Regions from separate parts of the Mus musculus genome. Here regions 1, 3 and 4 are each linked to region 2. A link is a contact called in public Hi-C, HiChIP or PLAC-seq and promoter capture Hi-C data. All regions are on one chromosome and are shown on one strand. Each heading gives the region's core, a stretch centred on a gene start, on an enhancer-like site or on the middle of the called end of the contact. The rest is flanking DNA. Distances are from core to core; before and after follow the strand shown. Region 1 overlaps Gm30605 (predicted gene, 30605). Region 2 holds the start of Hhip (Hedgehog-interacting protein). Region 3 holds the start of Gypa (glycophorin A). Region 4 holds the start of Anapc10 (anaphase promoting complex subunit 10).

The links. Promoter capture Hi-C pulls out the DNA fragments that hold promoters and counts their contacts. A called contact is a pair of places that touch in the nucleus more often than the background predicts. HiChIP or PLAC-seq counts read pairs in DNA pulled down with a chosen protein or histone mark.
Region 1: a Hi-C map of the HPC-7 cell line shows a contact between it and region 2, with 1.8 times the contacts expected there. The contact joins the enhancer-like site here to the promoter of Hhip in region 2. A contact is called at or near these places in 8 of 39 promoter capture datasets (the 3T3-L1 cell line, the HPC-7 cell line, HPC-7-derived erythroid cells and 5 more), 6 of 484 Hi-C or Micro-C datasets (the HPC-7 cell line, embryonic fibroblasts, nephron progenitors and 2 more) and 3 of 115 datasets of contacts at active chromatin or transcription factors (astrocytes, embryonic forebrain and forebrain).
Region 3: a contact with region 2 is called in a promoter capture Hi-C map of embryonic stem cells, with 2.4 times the contacts expected there. The contact joins the promoter of Gypa here to the promoter of Hhip in region 2. A contact is called at or near these places in 19 of 39 promoter capture datasets (the 3T3-L1 cell line, the HPC-7 cell line, HPC-7-derived erythroid cells and 11 more), 1 of 15 datasets of contacts at CTCF or cohesin (large pre-B cells), 16 of 484 Hi-C or Micro-C datasets (LSK cells, bone marrow-derived macrophages, cortical neurons and 10 more), 17 of 115 datasets of contacts at active chromatin or transcription factors (acute myeloid leukemia, astrocytes, bone marrow-derived macrophages and 10 more) and 3 of 9 other capture datasets (adipose tissue, embryonic stem cells and macrophages).
Region 4: an H3K27ac HiChIP or PLAC-seq map of embryonic stem cells shows a contact between it and region 2, with 2.6 times the contacts expected there. The contact joins the promoter of Anapc10 here to the promoter of Hhip in region 2. A contact is called at or near these places in 3 of 39 promoter capture datasets (cranial neural crest, neural stem cells and stem cell-derived epiblast-like cells), 1 of 484 Hi-C or Micro-C datasets (nephron progenitors) and 6 of 115 datasets of contacts at active chromatin or transcription factors (embryonic stem cells, epiblast stem cells, neural tube and 1 more).

The regions. Positions count from the first base shown.
Region 1 is chr8:80,313,322-80,317,286 of GRCm38.p6, forward strand. Gm30605 (predicted gene, 30605) reads right to left here. Exons shown (of 4, transcript NR_168035.1): 4 at 1-81. Among named protein-coding and RNA genes, the nearest start is that of Gm39208, 30 kb to the left of the region's middle. RefSeq lists an enhancer at 1,024-2,130. Within about 2 kb of position 2,185, at least 145 of the 459 cell types and tissues checked have an H3K27ac peak or open chromatin away from gene starts, as enhancers often do. A contact at or near this core is called in the HPC-7 cell line, astrocytes, forebrain and 1 more, where this site is marked.
Region 2 is chr8:80,056,127-80,060,110 of GRCm38.p6, forward strand. It overlaps Hhip (Hedgehog-interacting protein), which reads right to left and starts at 1,882. Exons shown (of 13, transcript NM_020259.4): 1 at 1,111-1,882. The coding sequence starts at 1,389. RefSeq lists an enhancer at 1-350.
Region 3 is chr8:80,491,936-80,495,633 of GRCm38.p6, forward strand. Gypa (glycophorin A) reads left to right here and starts at 2,110. Exons shown (of 8, transcript NM_010369.3): 1 at 2,110-2,152. The coding sequence starts at 2,119. RefSeq lists a cis regulatory region at 1,832-2,014.
Region 4 is chr8:79,709,690-79,713,387 of GRCm38.p6, forward strand. It overlaps Anapc10 (anaphase promoting complex subunit 10), which reads left to right and starts at 2,074. Exons shown (of 5, transcript NM_001357234.1): 1 at 2,074-2,155; 2 at 3,464-3,590. The coding sequence starts at 3,476. Abce1 (ATP-binding cassette, sub-family E (OABP), member 1) reads right to left here and starts at 2,051. Exons shown (of 18, transcript NM_015751.2): 1 at 1,854-2,051.

The DNA.
Region 1 (3,965 bases), core at 935-3,434, 260 kb after region 2:
CCTAGCTGGTCCAAGCACTCTGCCTCGGAAGGAAGGGCGCCTCAGACTATCTGCTTGAGGATGTTCTCAAATAGACGGAATCTGTGTGTATGAAAAAAAGAGAAAGAAAAATCAGGCTACAGGGCAAGTGGAAGCTTGCGGGGGGCTTGGTCTACAGTGTCCTGGAGTCACTATGGAAAGCAGACTTAGCAAATGAAATCTTTAATTAGCCAGTTCACAGCAGGCTGGAGGTTATCACCAGGAAGAGTCAGCTGGTTCTTGCTGGAGTTTTAGGATGTGGACTTCTGACCATTAGAAACGTCCAGACAGGATGACTCTGATTAAGGGTGACCTTACACCTGACCGTATTAAGTCCCACACAACTGAGAGACTTGAACTCACGTTCCTCGATTATTTGATCCAGTAATCCAACCTATGCTGGGCAGGTAGACTGTCTTTTCTGGAGGCGATGAGGGCTTACTTAGAACACTCTAGAAAAAGCTTTGCAGGAACACTCAGGGAGAAATTACATGGATTATCTTGACATGAAGCAAAGGGTAAATAATCTATTTGTTGATGGCCATTTTCCTAAGAAACCAGTTGCAGATTTACAGACACATTGGAACCTTCTTCTCCAAGTTCCTGAGAGCCCAGGGAGGCCTGCTCAGGAAGACAGGCCATTTGGTCACTTGGCACCAGATTCCTTCAGCACACAGAAGGCTGAGGGACTAAGAACCTCTGAAGAACTGTAAGCCCATCTTCTTGCCCAATTTCCCTTGGTGTTAGGGAAGTGATAGCCCGGAGGTTGAGGAGAGAATTACAGCAGACAATGCTGGTCAGAATTCTGAGTCAGTGCACTTTTTTAAATGCTCATGCGCTCGATAAAAGCATCGATGTCTTCCTCTGGCCCCCCTCTTGTCCCCTTGAAGAAACTGCTCAGCCTAAGGAGCTGTGGTTTGTTGAAGTGATAGCAGTTGCCTGCTAATAGTTGTGTTTAAAATTCCTGTTTCTTATCTTATTTACTGACGGATGGGAATGGGGCCTGCAAGACCTTCCTCCCAGTCCACCGCCCCCACCCCTGAAGGAGTGAATCACTTGACACAGGGGACATTAGACAACACGGTGGCTTCCTTGTTAAATCCCTTTGGCCTTGTCAGTTTGCCGGATGCACAGCTCCCCCGTTGCATCTGCTATGTGTCTTATCAGAGGCCGGCCACACAGGGTGGGCTCCCTTAATTTAAAATCAACAGAAAACAACAACAATAAAATCCGTCCAACTGTAGTTTATGACAGGAGGCATGCGTGTGGCTTTAGTTTTTCAACTAACTTTCTTCTTAAGCTTCTTTTGTTTTTAACAACATAGATTTAAAAAAAACTATACAAGAAAAAAAATTATTTGCAAAGATATTGCAATTTAAAAGAAAATGTTTTCCTATGGCCAGTCTGTGTGTGTGTGTGTGTGTGTGTGTGTGTGTGTGTGTGTGTGTGTGTTTTCCACCTTGTTTTTCTTTTTCTGCTTCTTTTTTTTCCCCCTGTAGATTCTGAAAAGAAATAGCAAGCTGTAGGCACTGCCTGCGGCATGCTGGCCGTGCTCCTTGGGTGGTCCAAGCCGACTTTATGATTTATTCAGCTAATGGGGAAGGAGCATGACCCCCAGTGACCACAGAAAAAGAGCTGCATGTGGGTTTAATGCTTTCACCACAAAAATGTCTGCTATGACTAAGCTGTGCAGCTGAAGTCACTGTCTGAATGGTGCTAAAAGGAACCTCGGCATTAAATGTGCACTATTTACTATAGCGCGGCTCTTGGGATTAGGCCAAGGGCTTCGTACTCAGTTTCAAAGAATTAGCATGGAAGCTGCTAGAAAAATTAAGGCTGTGCAATTTATTTTTACCAGGCTCCCTGGTGAGTTGCTTGGTGAAGGATTTACCTCATATGATTTTTTTTTCTTTTCCTCTGTTAATAAAGAGTCATTTTAAAATGTGCCAGTTTCTTGCATTCTATGGAGTTTTATTGTGGAAGGATCCCAGGTTTTGGTTTGTTTGTTTGTCGGGTTGCAGTCCTGAATCACTTGGTTATTGTTCTTTAATGTTAATTTGAACCGATAAAAGAATGCCTGGTGTGGAGAGAGAAAGTAAGAGAGGCAGGCTGGGGAGTGAGGCTCCTTTCCCACACAGGGCACTGCTCGAGAGGCTTCTTTGATCCGAGAACCCTGCCCCGCCCCCAACAGCATCATTGCTGGCATTACTGGGGCAAAGGAATGAGCACATTTTGCTTCGTGTGGATTGTGAGGGAAGGGGTTGAACGGAGGAGGCAAGGGAGGCACGAGGAGGGAGGGAGGCATGGAAAGCTCTTTGCGATTGTGACTAAGATGAATGATCATTACCGGGCTGTAATACCTGCCGTTCAACCTCCAGCACGTCTGCTGGTGCAGAACGGAGAAGCCGCTCACTTTGATGTCTGTAGCTCAGGATCCTGGGTCCAAAATGCAGCTAACTCTCTCTGAATGTTCCTCCATCCAAGACAGTTTAGACCTCAAGATCCAGAGAGAGCACCCAGCAAGGCACTGGCTTGCAGATCTCATATGCATTAAAACAAACAAACAAATAAGCTACATTACTCGGTTGTCCGAGTAATGCAGCTTAAATCAAATGAAAATCACCAGAAATGATCCTTGTGCCAGCCGGGATTTGTCAATTGTGGGGGTTGGGACACCTTCTCACCTTCCCAAACACACCGAGAGCCTTCATGTTCAGTTTCTGTTCTAAATATTTCTTTGCAGAAACATTTTCTTGGGGTAGAGGGGAATAGGGAGATGGTTCAGTCAGTAAAGTACTTGTCATGCACGGACTGAGACCTGAGTTCTAAACCCCAACATCCATGTTAAAAGGGCTGATGTGGAGGCGTGCATCTGTGAGAGCAGCACATAGAAGAGAGAAACAGAGAATCCCTGGGGTTTCCTGGCCAGCCAATCTAGACAATGCTCAAGTTCTGGGTGCAGTGAGAGACCTTGTGAGACCTGTCTCATGAAAGAAGGAGACAGGCTGAGGAAGGCATTTCATAAAGTCCTGTGCCTTCTGTAAACACATATATACATATACCTACACACACATGTAGACACACACGAACTTGTGCGTGGGCATATACATACACACAATATTTTCTTGCCATCTTGGCAAACCACCCTTTCTTCTAACAAGTCTCATCACTGTGCTGGGCTTCAAGTCTGAGTTGTATCTGTCTCCTTTAAAGCCTTCAGCTTGGTCCTATGTGTGAGATTTGCTTCTGTGCTCCTAAGCAGTTATTCTGCAAGGCAGGCCTTCATTTTTCCCAACTGAGACATGTAAATAGTAACCCAGGGCTGATCCGGGTGAATAGCCATTGAGTCTCTAGAGATTAACAAAGTCATCAAGAGAGAGTACTTGACCTTTCCCCCCCTCAGGCCTGAGAAGATAGGCAGGTCAGGAAAACCACTTTTCTGACTCATTCTGCAGGTAGATTCAAAAATAAAACCATCAGGGGTACTCCCTTCTTCCCTCTCCACCCGCTGTCTACCCTCTTCTCTGCATATTACAGAACCCAAAGAGGAGGTCTTCTTTACAAAAGTGGTGATGTATCAGTAGGGCATCAACTGAGTCCTGAGAAAGACTTCACTTAAAACCAAGACGAACCTCAATACAGTTTATTATAATATCCTGGATCAATTCTTTGAACCAGAGAAGAACCTTAGGACAGACCCTGGAGAATCTGAGTATGGCTTGCCATTTAGCATTTAGTTTCCAGAAGTGTCCTAGTGTTGTTCTCTTAGTTTGGATCAATATAGCATAACTGGTTACAAGAGCTATGACTTTTAGAACTCTCCATACAGAAGGAGTACATAGAAAATGTGCACTATTCAGTAACTTTTCAGTAATCATATGCTTAACTCCATGGAAAATTATGTGTTTGTATGCATATGTTTGTGTGTGTGTATACATACATATATG
Region 2 (3,984 bases), core at 632-3,131:
CAAATTAAATGATGCAATATGGCTTTTTGTTACAAAACAAAGTGAGAGGTACCACCCAGACACATATGTTGATTCGCAGGAGCTGTTTACATGATAATAGGGTGAAATCTACCGTGAACTGAGCATAAAAATTAGATTCAGCTTGGGCATTTTTTTTTTTTTTTTTTTTTTTTTAGTGCCTGGGCCAGCAAGAGTGGAGCACAAGTTTTCCAAGTGTCTCTCAGACCTTGACAACTGCAGGCTTGTAACAGGAATTCTTAATTAAACCTAAAATGGGCAAAGAGAGGGGAAGCAGAGACACCTGATTGTTTATCTCCCCGTGCAGTGATTGTTAATGACAGGATCCCACAGACAGCACACAGCACAGCATCCCATGTAAAAATAAATCTGATGCAGAATCAAGACCAGTGACCTCTTGCACTCGGGGCAGATACTTCTTGGATAAGCTAATCATGCATGGGAAGTTCATATGTCATCACTCAGAAATATAAGTTTCCAGACAAGATCCTCCTAGACTACGGAGTACCAGTGAAAACCTGGATCCACGATACAAGAAGGACAAACCACCGAGTAAGAAGGTCCAGCAAAATCTCCCAAGTTCTTCAGTACCAGGAGTTCCCTTCTCCTGACTTAACACATTGTCATGCACGCTAGACCCTTCAGATTGGGTTTAGGATCATAAACCAACAGTGCCCGGAGAGCCTTTATAATTCAATCTGCTCGCTAGTTAGAGCACGTGGAGAAAACTGAACAAATCTTTTTTGCCCCCAGAAAAGTAAACCGGAAACCACAGCCACCCTAATTTACAGTTTCACCTCACCAAGTGCTCCATTTGATCCAAAATACAGCTAATCTCGATTCTTTTGAAATATTTGCTCAGACCAGGACGCGGGTACCACAAAAAGTCTCTCTCTATAGATAGGCAAGTTTGACCAGCATCCCCACAACCGACTCCAGAGCAGGAAGAGCTATCTATCTGCACACTGCTGAGAACACACACCCAAAACACTTAATCACCTTAGAAAAGTTATCACAACTACTTAGGTTTGGACTCTCTTGCAGTTATCAGCATCTCAGCAAGCTACACGTACGAGGCAGGGGACTGCCTACCTTGTTCTCCAGACGCCCCAATCCAGGGCTGTCACTCTGCAGGCAGCAAGATACTCGTGGGTAGAAGCCACCACACAGGATCTCTCCTCCACTGAGCAGCTCCAGCTGGGACATCACCCGCCTGTCCCTTCTCTTTAGGCGCTTTGGGGGGTTCCCATTCAGGCACCGTCTCCTTCTCGCTCCGCTCCCCTCGTTCCTTTCCCCAAACTTCGCATCTCCTTCAAAGAAGCCCAGAGCCACGGCCAGCAGTAGCAGCTTAAACGAGAGCATCTTCAGCATCGTCTGCCCGGAGCAGCAAGGGCAGGACGCGGGAGGATGGGGTGGGGGAAAGGCCACTGCCCAGCAGGGGCACTAGGGCGCAGCTCCAGGAGAGTGCTGCGGGGCGGCGGGACGCTCTTGGGGGCAGAGGGAGGTGGCTGGGAAAGAAAGATGTAGAGCTATGCAACTTTGCCTTAGGGCAGTAGGAGCAGCAAGATAAAGTGCAGATGACACTTGTCCGCAGCCTTGCCAGCGTCTGTTGGGTTAGGGGCTTTCCACAGCGGTTGGGAAGTGGGAGGAGAAGGAGTTGGAAGAAGAGGAGGAAGGAGAGGAGAAGAGAGTCATAGAACTTCGCTTGTCCGCTGAATGGGAGTTGTTTAGGTGAGACAGTAGCAGGAACCGAAAGGGCGGCGGTGGTGGCAGCGGGCCGGGCGGAGGCAGGGTTGGCGCTGGGCTCCCGAGGATGCTGAGGTCTCCTCTGCCGGCGGCTGCAGCTTCTCACACAGCCTCTCATGTTTCGCTCCCTCTTTTCTTCTTCTTTTTAACTAGCGCGCGGGGAGGTGCTGCCACCGCGCGCCCCTTGACGTCACCGCCGCTCGCGCGCCCCCGCCTGGGATGGGGGAGAGAGGAGGGGGCGGCCCAGGAGCTAGCGCTCGCCGGGGCCCAGGGTGGCCTCCGGCTGCGACGGGGCGGGGACGGAGGAGCCGGGGGGGGGGGGGGGCCGGGGGGGGGGGACACGGACGAGGGAGCCCTCCGAGCCAGCCTCTGGGGCTCGGAACCTGGAACGCAACGGTGCCGGGGTGGGGGTGGCCTGGCCATTGATGCCCAGCCTGGGAGGAAAGTACGTTGCTGCCACTCAAGAAGATGGGGCTGATGCTCCCAGATGGTGTGAGTAAAGGGGGACAAGGAGAGGTGAGAAGGGAGGAATCTTTGCCTGGCTTTGCCCACCAGGTCTGGTTCCCTCAGCCCAGGGAGGGATGGACTCAGTCAGTGGGCTGGAGCTGGCGTCTGGGAGCTTGTCGGTGCCTTTCCCTCTCTGGCAGGCATAGACAAATGCTGCTGGTCTTCAGTGATCCTGGAGATTAAGAGAGGAGAAAGAACCCAGATGCTGCAAGTTTCTGTGTAGGCTGAGGTGGTTTGGAGACTTTTGCAAAGGGCCACCCACAGGTCCTCACTGAAGTTCTTGGAGGTACTGCAGTGGGCACAGAGACACATGTGCTTAGAAGGGTTGGGTATCCCAGAGAGGGCTGAATCTGAGTCCTTCTCCAGGCTTATGCAAGATGGCCTAAAGGGACCACCTGTACACCCAGACTAAGTCGTCTGGAAGACACCTGTAGATATCTCAAACTGGCTGTACTGTGTGCATTTATAAAGTACATGTTACGCACACACCCCTGGGCACAAACTTTCTGGTGTGCAAATATAGAAGAGGAAGAATTTAATCTCCTATGTAAAGTATAGAAATACAAGCACCACATAACTCTATAAGTACAAATAAATTTCCCTTTTCCCTAACTGGACAAGTTCTGCTTAGAGCATTTCTAGAAAGATGTCCATATTATTAAGAGCTATGATTTCACGTTTACTGGAGCCCCGTGGCATTGGGACAAACCTCCCAGGAGCTGCACACGGAATGTGAAATGTGCTTTTTTTTTTTTTTTTTTTTTCTATTTGGGAACTTCATAGGGAAGCTGATTTCCTTGTAGATGGCTTCTGATGAGGGGATAAGGCTGTTTTTCCCATTTTGGCAATAGAGGAATGTTCACCATATTTGGAAACAGATTTCATGAAGCCCCAGTGAAAGTTGGTGGAGGATGAAGCTGGTAACTGATGGCGTTTCAAGTGCTATCAGAGGCTGGGTGAGCCTCGTCCCTGGATGCTGGATTACATTTTATGTGTGAAGTTAGGAGTTTCTAAAGCAAAAGAAGTGTCCTGTTAGAATAAACCTAAAGCCTGCAGAGACATTTGGCCTAGCCCCCAGCTTAAGCAAATGCCCGCCCCCCCCCCCCACCCCCACGACTGCCCTGCATCACTGTGGACCTGTTACTGGGAAAACTACTCTGGTTTCCGTGGCTAACATTCATTCTGCCTACAAGTCTTTGGATATCAAATACATCACACTAAGGATTTTAAGACTTTGAAAAGTCTCACTTTTGAAGCTCTTGATATGAGTTCTATCAAAAACAAGCTTCTGGCATAATTCCATGTAATTCAGATCCCAGAACACGTCTACATGGGTTTAAGGTTTTTAATTCCTAAATTCTATCTTAATGTCTTTTCCTAGAATGAAAATCCTTCTAAAATATGTCAGGTGTTCAAGCTTCCACTCCTAAGTGATAAATTCATGTTAATACTGTTGGGTCAGGGACTCTGTGCTGAACACTTCCAGGTTAAGCCCACTTGACGTAAATTAATACTGGGTTTTAGAAACTTATGATTCTGTTATAAGGTATGATCCTAAATGTCAAGGGGCAGAACACTTATAAATGATCTAAAGGAGACAAAGTTATTTCCTTCTTTTCTTCTTAGGACAAAGTCTTTGGTATCTAAGACTGACCTTTAAGAATGACCTTGAACTAGTGATGCTCCTACATCCACATACTTAGTGTCAGGATG
Region 3 (3,698 bases), core at 860-3,359, 440 kb after region 2:
CTGCAGAGACCACCTGCCATGGCCCTCATTGGATCACACAAATCTTTCCATCCAGAACTCTCTCCCTGGACTCATGGCATTATCTGATGCCCTAGCCCCAGCAGGCATTTCCTGGGAACCCACAGACCACTCAAGCCAAGAAAGCAGGTAGGCTGGCTGTGGATCCTGACCCCTCCCTCCGTTCTTCCCAATCCATCCTCCATTTTCATCCCTGAGTTGAAGCCTGTCAGAACCACAAAGAAGCAAAGACTAATCTGTTTTTTTGTCTCCATTTACTATCCTGTCAAAACCACACACACAAAACAAAACAAAGAATAATCTTGTTTTTTTTCCATTTAATACCCTGTTTTTTAATTGAAGTATACCTCCTTTTGATCAATGATGAATAAATTCATCCTTAAAGAAATCTCACAGCTTCCTATGGGAATAAGCATGGGCTATGTTGCAAACTTGTCCACTCCTTGGCTCTTGCGTCTGCCCCCTTCCTCCCCAAGTGGGTCATTTTGAGTGTCATATGTGTATAATCTTGCGTTTCCTTAAGTTTAAAAAAGCATTTGGATGAAGAAAATAAAACAGGAAGTAGTTTGAACATTCTATAGGAACACAGAGACAAGGTGCGAACTCCCGTGGGAAAAAAAAAACCATAAAAGTCTCGCCCTCCTGTTGAGATCGGCAGGAATCACCTGTAGCAATCATCTGAAGCAGAGGTAGCTGGCAGATACTCGTAGGCAGAAATGAACGGCTAAAACAAGGACGATAGACGTCGGACAGAGCTCAAGGATCCAAACTATTTTCCTCCTCTCCAACATCGTAGCTTGTGTTTCTGCATGGCGCTGCAGTGACTGGCCCAATACTACTTAGAGAAAAGTAGCCAAGCACATACAGAACCAACCTGATGAGATCTCTGTCAGATTGCATGTCTCAAACACAATTGTTTAATCTTCAGACGCTGGCTCAAAATTCTCAAAACACAGTTGTGCTTGCCTGACACATTTGTGGGATGTAAGTCATAGATACGACCTGATGATACTCCTGGACAACGAAGAGGAAGGGAAAGACTTGATGTTTTCTCCAGTTGTGTTTTCTTGTTTTGTTTTGTTTCCACATTTCGTTTCTATTATGCAGAACAGCCACTAGAGGTCGCCACGTGTCTCCATTTCCACACACTCGAATTTTCAACCTGAGAAGCCACCAGCTTTTGCATTTCTTTAAATTCGGGGGCGGGGGGGGAGGGGAGGACGCATCAAGGACACCAGAAAGAACCGCAATTCTCTATTAGCTGGTGGTCAGCTCCCGCTCCGCAGCTTAATAAGGGCTGATTTCCAAAGACTTTCGAATCAAAGCTACTCTTCTCCTATGTCCTGAGCCCAAGCCGGTATCTGCCTGGAGTTTGTCTCCGCTGTGGTCGGGCTTCCTGCTTCTGCTCAGCGCTACACACACTCCCTTTATGCTTTCAGGGTGACTGGGGTTTGCCTGGTCTTGTTTTCTAGCGTTTACTTTTGTTATTTGGGGATTGCCTCACGGTCACTGAGCAACAGAGCATTTTAAAGCATTGTAAAGCACGTAACTGCTTTTATAGCCACACGGACACTGCAGTTCAGTTCGAATTCCACTTTCCTGGAAGATTTCTCCCGACTCACGTTTCTTTCATTACTCTTTGAGCTGTCACGAGCTTGACAGCCTTTCAAACCTCAGAGTTCGCAAACATTGTGTAAAGTTTTCAATGCATGCAGTTCGTACACAAGAAGCCACTTTCTTAAGGGATCATAGGGACCCCCGCATTAGAAACACTCCTACTCTCCAAGTCCAGCGCCTGCCCTGACCTCTGCAGTCTCTATGTCCAGTTGAGTGGTCCTTGGTGCTGCCTTGTGGTGCTCACTTCGTTTACATGAAGTAAATTTAACACAGCAGGCAATTCTTTGGAACAAAGATTTTAATTCCACTCTGGTCCTCGCAGTTATGCAGACCTCTAGTTATCTTTATTAACAGACACTAAATAATGTTGCATCATTTAAATGCTAGCCAATGTGTGTCAACGGATAGAGGCCCCGGGAAGGTGGGCCTGAGAGATACCAGGAGGTAGGCAAGGCCTTCCTAAGGCTGACAGACACTCCCAGTATGACCGAGAGCACAGCTGCTGTGACAACATCAGGTGAGTGAATATTTTCAGCTTGATGATATTTTATTCTCGATGACTTATTTAAACTATGAATTGCCCCAATGCTGGTTTTCTTACTTAACTGAACCAATGACTGAGTAGTACATTCAGTTTCAGTCTGGAGGGTGTGTTTAAATAGGATTCAGCTAGGGACAGGAGTGGCACACTGCAGCCCACAACCATTTGTGCCTGAATAGCAGTTCCCCAGTCTAAGAAATGCCTTTGATTCTAACCCTAGATAGCAGTAAACTTGTATCAAGTGTAAGTAATATCGTTACATAAATAACCATGTTACTTCGCTTGGGGCTATGAAGAGACTTATTTCTAAGCTAAGGTTAACTGGTGAAGGTTAGGGTAGACTTATGCCCTTTCTTTTTCAAAACTAGTATAACCAGTTTCTCCTGCTGAGAGGAGACAAGCTGTCAGCATGAAACTGAGGGGTTTCTCTTTGTGGAACTGTTACTACTGTTACTAAGAAAACAACAACAAAAACAACAATAACCACAAAAACCTTTCTAATTGCTCTATGGCTGGGCTGAATCCAAAGTAATATGTTTTTAAAATAAATTAATATAATTTAATTTAATTTATTAAAATAATTTAATTTATTAAAATAATTAAAATTTTAATTTAATATTTTTAAAATTTTAATCGAAATTTAAATTTTAAAAATTATTAAGATAAATTGATATAATAAAATAAATATAATATAAAATAAAATAAATATAATATAATATAAAATAAAATATTTTAAAGTAGCCTTACTTTTGGCCTCCTGAGGATATTTTAAGCCATGTTCTCTCAAACACAGTGAGTGACTCTGTGTTAGAAACACATAGCCCAGGCGAGGGGGGGGGGAGCATATTTCATCCATGGCACAGCTACGGCCTGAGTCAGGGTGGACAGCAGAGAAGTGCTGAGCTCTCTGTAGGACACTGGGTGAGATTCAGTCTCCCTGGCAGAGGGTATGAGGCAAGCGTTAGGAACACGGGCACAATGTGGGGCCTAGTAAACACAGAAGTGGATGATCACAGTCAGCTATTGGATGGGTCACACGGCCCCCAGTGGAGGAGCTAGAGAAATTACCCAAGGAGCTAAAGGGAACTGCAACCCTATAGGTGGAACAACAATATGAACTAACCAGTACCCGGGAGCTCTTGTCTTTAGCTGCATATGTATCAAAAGATGGCCTAGTCGGCCATCACTGCAAAGAGAGGCCCATTGGACTTGCAAACTTTATATGCCCCAGTACAGGGGAACGCCAGGGCCAAAAAGGGGGAGTGGGTGGGTAGGGGATTGGGGGGGTGGGTATGGGGGACCTTTGGGATAGCATTGAAAATGTAAACGAGGAAAATACCTAATTAAAAAAAGAAGAAGAAAAAAAGAGATTGCTAAAAAAAAAAAAAAGGAACACGGGCACAAGAAACAGAAGTGAATTCAAATCTAAGTCTGGTATACCTGAGGCAAATCATTGGCCCTATCTTGGCCTCATCTATAAAATGCAGGCAATGCTGATACTGATCTCGTAATAACCGCATAA
Region 4 (3,698 bases), core at 824-3,323, 350 kb before region 2:
AGAAGCAATCTTGCTCCTCACTGTTGTCCTACACTATTTCCTCTTCCTCCCTAAGAACACTCTTAGACCTCAAGGTTTCCATCATTTACAGACTACCAGACTACTTCATTTCAAACTGGTAAATGCTCTACTTTGTTTTGGTAGAGGTGAGCAAAGCTATAGTAATGAAAAACAAACCAAATCAACAAAAACTAAAACCTTAACTGTTGTGCTGACAAAGTCATTTCTTTAAAAACTGATACAGGTCTCCTAAGTTTAACTTAGAAATTAAATGATTTTACTTTACCTCTAAAGCTTACTTAAAACCCCAAACCAACCATGTACTCGTCAAAGAAATTGACTATTTTAGCAAACAAACTAATAAACCATGCATTCCAATACAAATAAAAAATGCTTTTCTACAAAGTACCCAGTAAATGAAAGTATTTTCAGAGAATAAATCTTTCACTATGATAAGAGCCTATAATAAGTAATATTTATAGGGAACAGAAATATACTAGAGGTGGCTAATTAAATTGATTTAAATAATAAAATAAATTATTTTACATTTAAGAAAAAGAAATATAGATTCTTTGGATAACGGTTACATAGGTAAACATAATTTGTGCAACCTCCCGATTTCCAAGAATTATGGAAATGGAGTTAGTTCCCTTCTTTCCAATAGAAAGACACCTGAAGAGGAATTATTACAGGAAAAACTTTTAGGAATACAAAAAGATCTGAAAACACTTAGAATGTTTTTCTGAAACATATTTTTGTCTTTGTTGTTTCATTTATAGAGGTGAGCTAAGCAGTGCTATGAAAAGATAAAACCTTAAATACATTTTGGTTCAAAAATATTTAAGCTTTTTGATTATAGTGAATACATTATCAACTGACAGACACAGGGTGACTACTTTCAGCATACAGGACCATAGGCTACAATACAAATGTTACTCTAACTCCGTAGTTTGTAGTCCCTTGGAAGAAAGGGCAAAGCAATAAAAGCTTTTTGACAGCTATTCCTTAGTTACCATTTTTACCATCAAAATAGAGAAAATACTTATGTAGCTCTTGAGGTTCAGAAATTCACCTTTGACCATCATTTATTTGCAACACATACTAAATACCTACAATGTATTAAGCCTAGAAAGGATATTTAAAGGCATTTTGAAGACAGCATCCCTGATGTCAAGAAGCCGAAGAGGTAATAAACAAGAGATTAAGTCACTAATGGGAAGAGGACAGGGTGCTACAAAGTGCTTCTCGGAAGTCCTAAAGACAGGCACTCAACTCGGAAACTCACTTGGTCTACTAACCGCAGTCCCAACTGAGAACACGTCGCTCTATGAGAAAGATAGAACGTTTGCCTATCATTTCCATAAAGTCTGGGACTGGACTAGGAGCACTGGACTTCATGGCGGCAAGATGCTATGAGTCAGTCCACAATTATTAAAAAAAAAAAAAAAGGATTACTTCTTACAACCAAATGCCAACATAGCCGTCTGACTGTGAGGGGAAGCTTGGGGGATCTGCTGGGTGCGGAGCGTCCTCCACAGAAGGGTTAGCTTGAGGGTGGGAGCGGGGGTGGGGGGAAGGGGCAGTGGAGGGTGGCGAGCAGAGGCTATGGCATCTGCGACCGTTCTCGTGGCAGCGGGCCGTGTCTGGAATACAGACGCCCTGAGGCCGGGATGGCCGAACGGACGCGCGCGGAACGCTCCGGCGTCCCAGATGTGCAGCTGGAGCCGGTTGCCACGCGCTACGGTCTCCGCTACTGAGGCCTAACTTACAGGCGTTCCGACTGTGTCCCTAAGAGTCTTCCCAAGGTGGCAGCCGGCCGCCTAACACCAAACCTCTCCCGCGAATTCTCGTACCTGGAGACAGCGGGCCCCTTACAGCGGGGCGTGCAGTAGCCAAAGCAGCGCTAGCCGTCAGGTCTTAGCACACAGCGTGTTCTTACCGCCACCGGCAAAGATGGCGGTGCACAGCCGCCGCCTCGCGCAAGGCATGAGGGCATAGTGCGCGTGCGCGACAGAGCGCAGAGTCGGCGCCCTGGAGGGAGTGATGACGTTGGTGACGTCATTGCGCCGCGACGCCAATGAACTGAGGGAGCCTAGAATCGTCGAGCCGCAGTGGGAGTGGCGGGGGCCTGAGAACCGGAATTGTGGCGAATCAGGTGTGTAAGACAGCGGCTCTCCCTCGGTTTAGAGAACTGTGTGCTAGCGGGCGCAGGTAGAGCCCTTCTCCCTAGTCTCGGCGGCGTTAGGCTTGCTGTCTCCTCAGGCTTTGTGGGCCTTGCTAATCCGGTAAGACGGAGGTGGTAGGCAGGATCCCAAGTCTAATTCTCAGCTCCTTCAGTATTACTGTTTAAGGCCAGGAACCCATTTCTTCCCTAGCGTTTTGTCTCATCTACTTGGCTGTTCTTTGAATTTTGTTCCCGTGTCGAGATGGGCCGCCCCTCTCCCCCTACATCTCCAATGGCATGGTATTCATGTTTTAACGGAATGTATGTCTCTGTGATTATGTAAATTATAAATTATTATTGTTTGTGCGGTGGTTATAAGGATAGTTTGGAATCCAAAGGGACGTGTCAAGGTGGTGGTCTATAGTTATGTTAGCCTTGTAGCAGAACTTTATGGAATTTATTATAAGTATAATTTACAATAGTGTAAAGTAGCCATAAAAGTCACCGAAACAATTTAACATGGTTTTCACTCTCCAAGAAGTTTTTTTTTCATACTTTTCATAGATTTACTAGGATTAACAAAAGGTAAGGAGGATGAAGGAAATATGAGTGATTATTTTGCCATTGAAATTTTACTTTATTTTTTTTTTTTGATATATTTCTGTAGACAGAGTATTGATAGCTTATTTCTTTGCCGTCAGTGAAATTAGCCAGTTTAAGCCAGATTAGAGTATATTAAATGCAGGTTTATTGGGAAGCTGATCTTAGATGGGCGAGTTCACTAGCCCCAAGGACGAAGGCCAGGGAAATCTCCATGGGGAAGCGGGGGGGGGGGGGGGGGGTAGGAAAGAGAGAAGGGGTTGAGTGCACGCAGAGAAAGAAGTGGAAAACAGGAAGAGAGACCAAAACGTCTGGTTTATATAGGGAGAAACCTCTGGGGGAAGGGCAGCCCAGCCCTTGGGCTGGAAAGTTCAAGGTTCCAGGCAGGATATCCAGATAGGGACTGAGGGATGCTGGGAGAACCTGGAAGCCAGGTCCTGCTTTGGTATTTAAAATATGCATCTCATTCCCTGGTCCCGGGTCTGAAACCAAACAGGTATCTCTGTGTAGTCCTGGAGCTCACTGTGGTCGACCAGGTTGACCTGGAACTCAGATTCTTGTGCTTCTGCAGCCTTTGCCTCCCTGAGTACTAGGATTACAGATATGTGCCACAACGCTGGGCACTGAAATTCTGTTTTTATATTTTTGCAGAAGGATTGTCATGGCATGGTAGAATGTATATTGCTTGTCTCTCTATAGAATAATTTAAAAATGACCACACCGAACAAGACACCTCCTGGTGCTGATCCTAAGCAGTTGGAGAGGACAGCAACAGTCAGGGAAATTGGGTCTCAGGCTGTTTGGTCACTCTCTTCCTGCAAACCAGGTAAGCAAAACAAAACCCCAGACTATGATAATCATTATTTACAATCAATCTTCTCTTCTCTTCTCTTCTCTTCTCTTCTCTTCTCTTCTCTTCTCTGAGACATGGTTT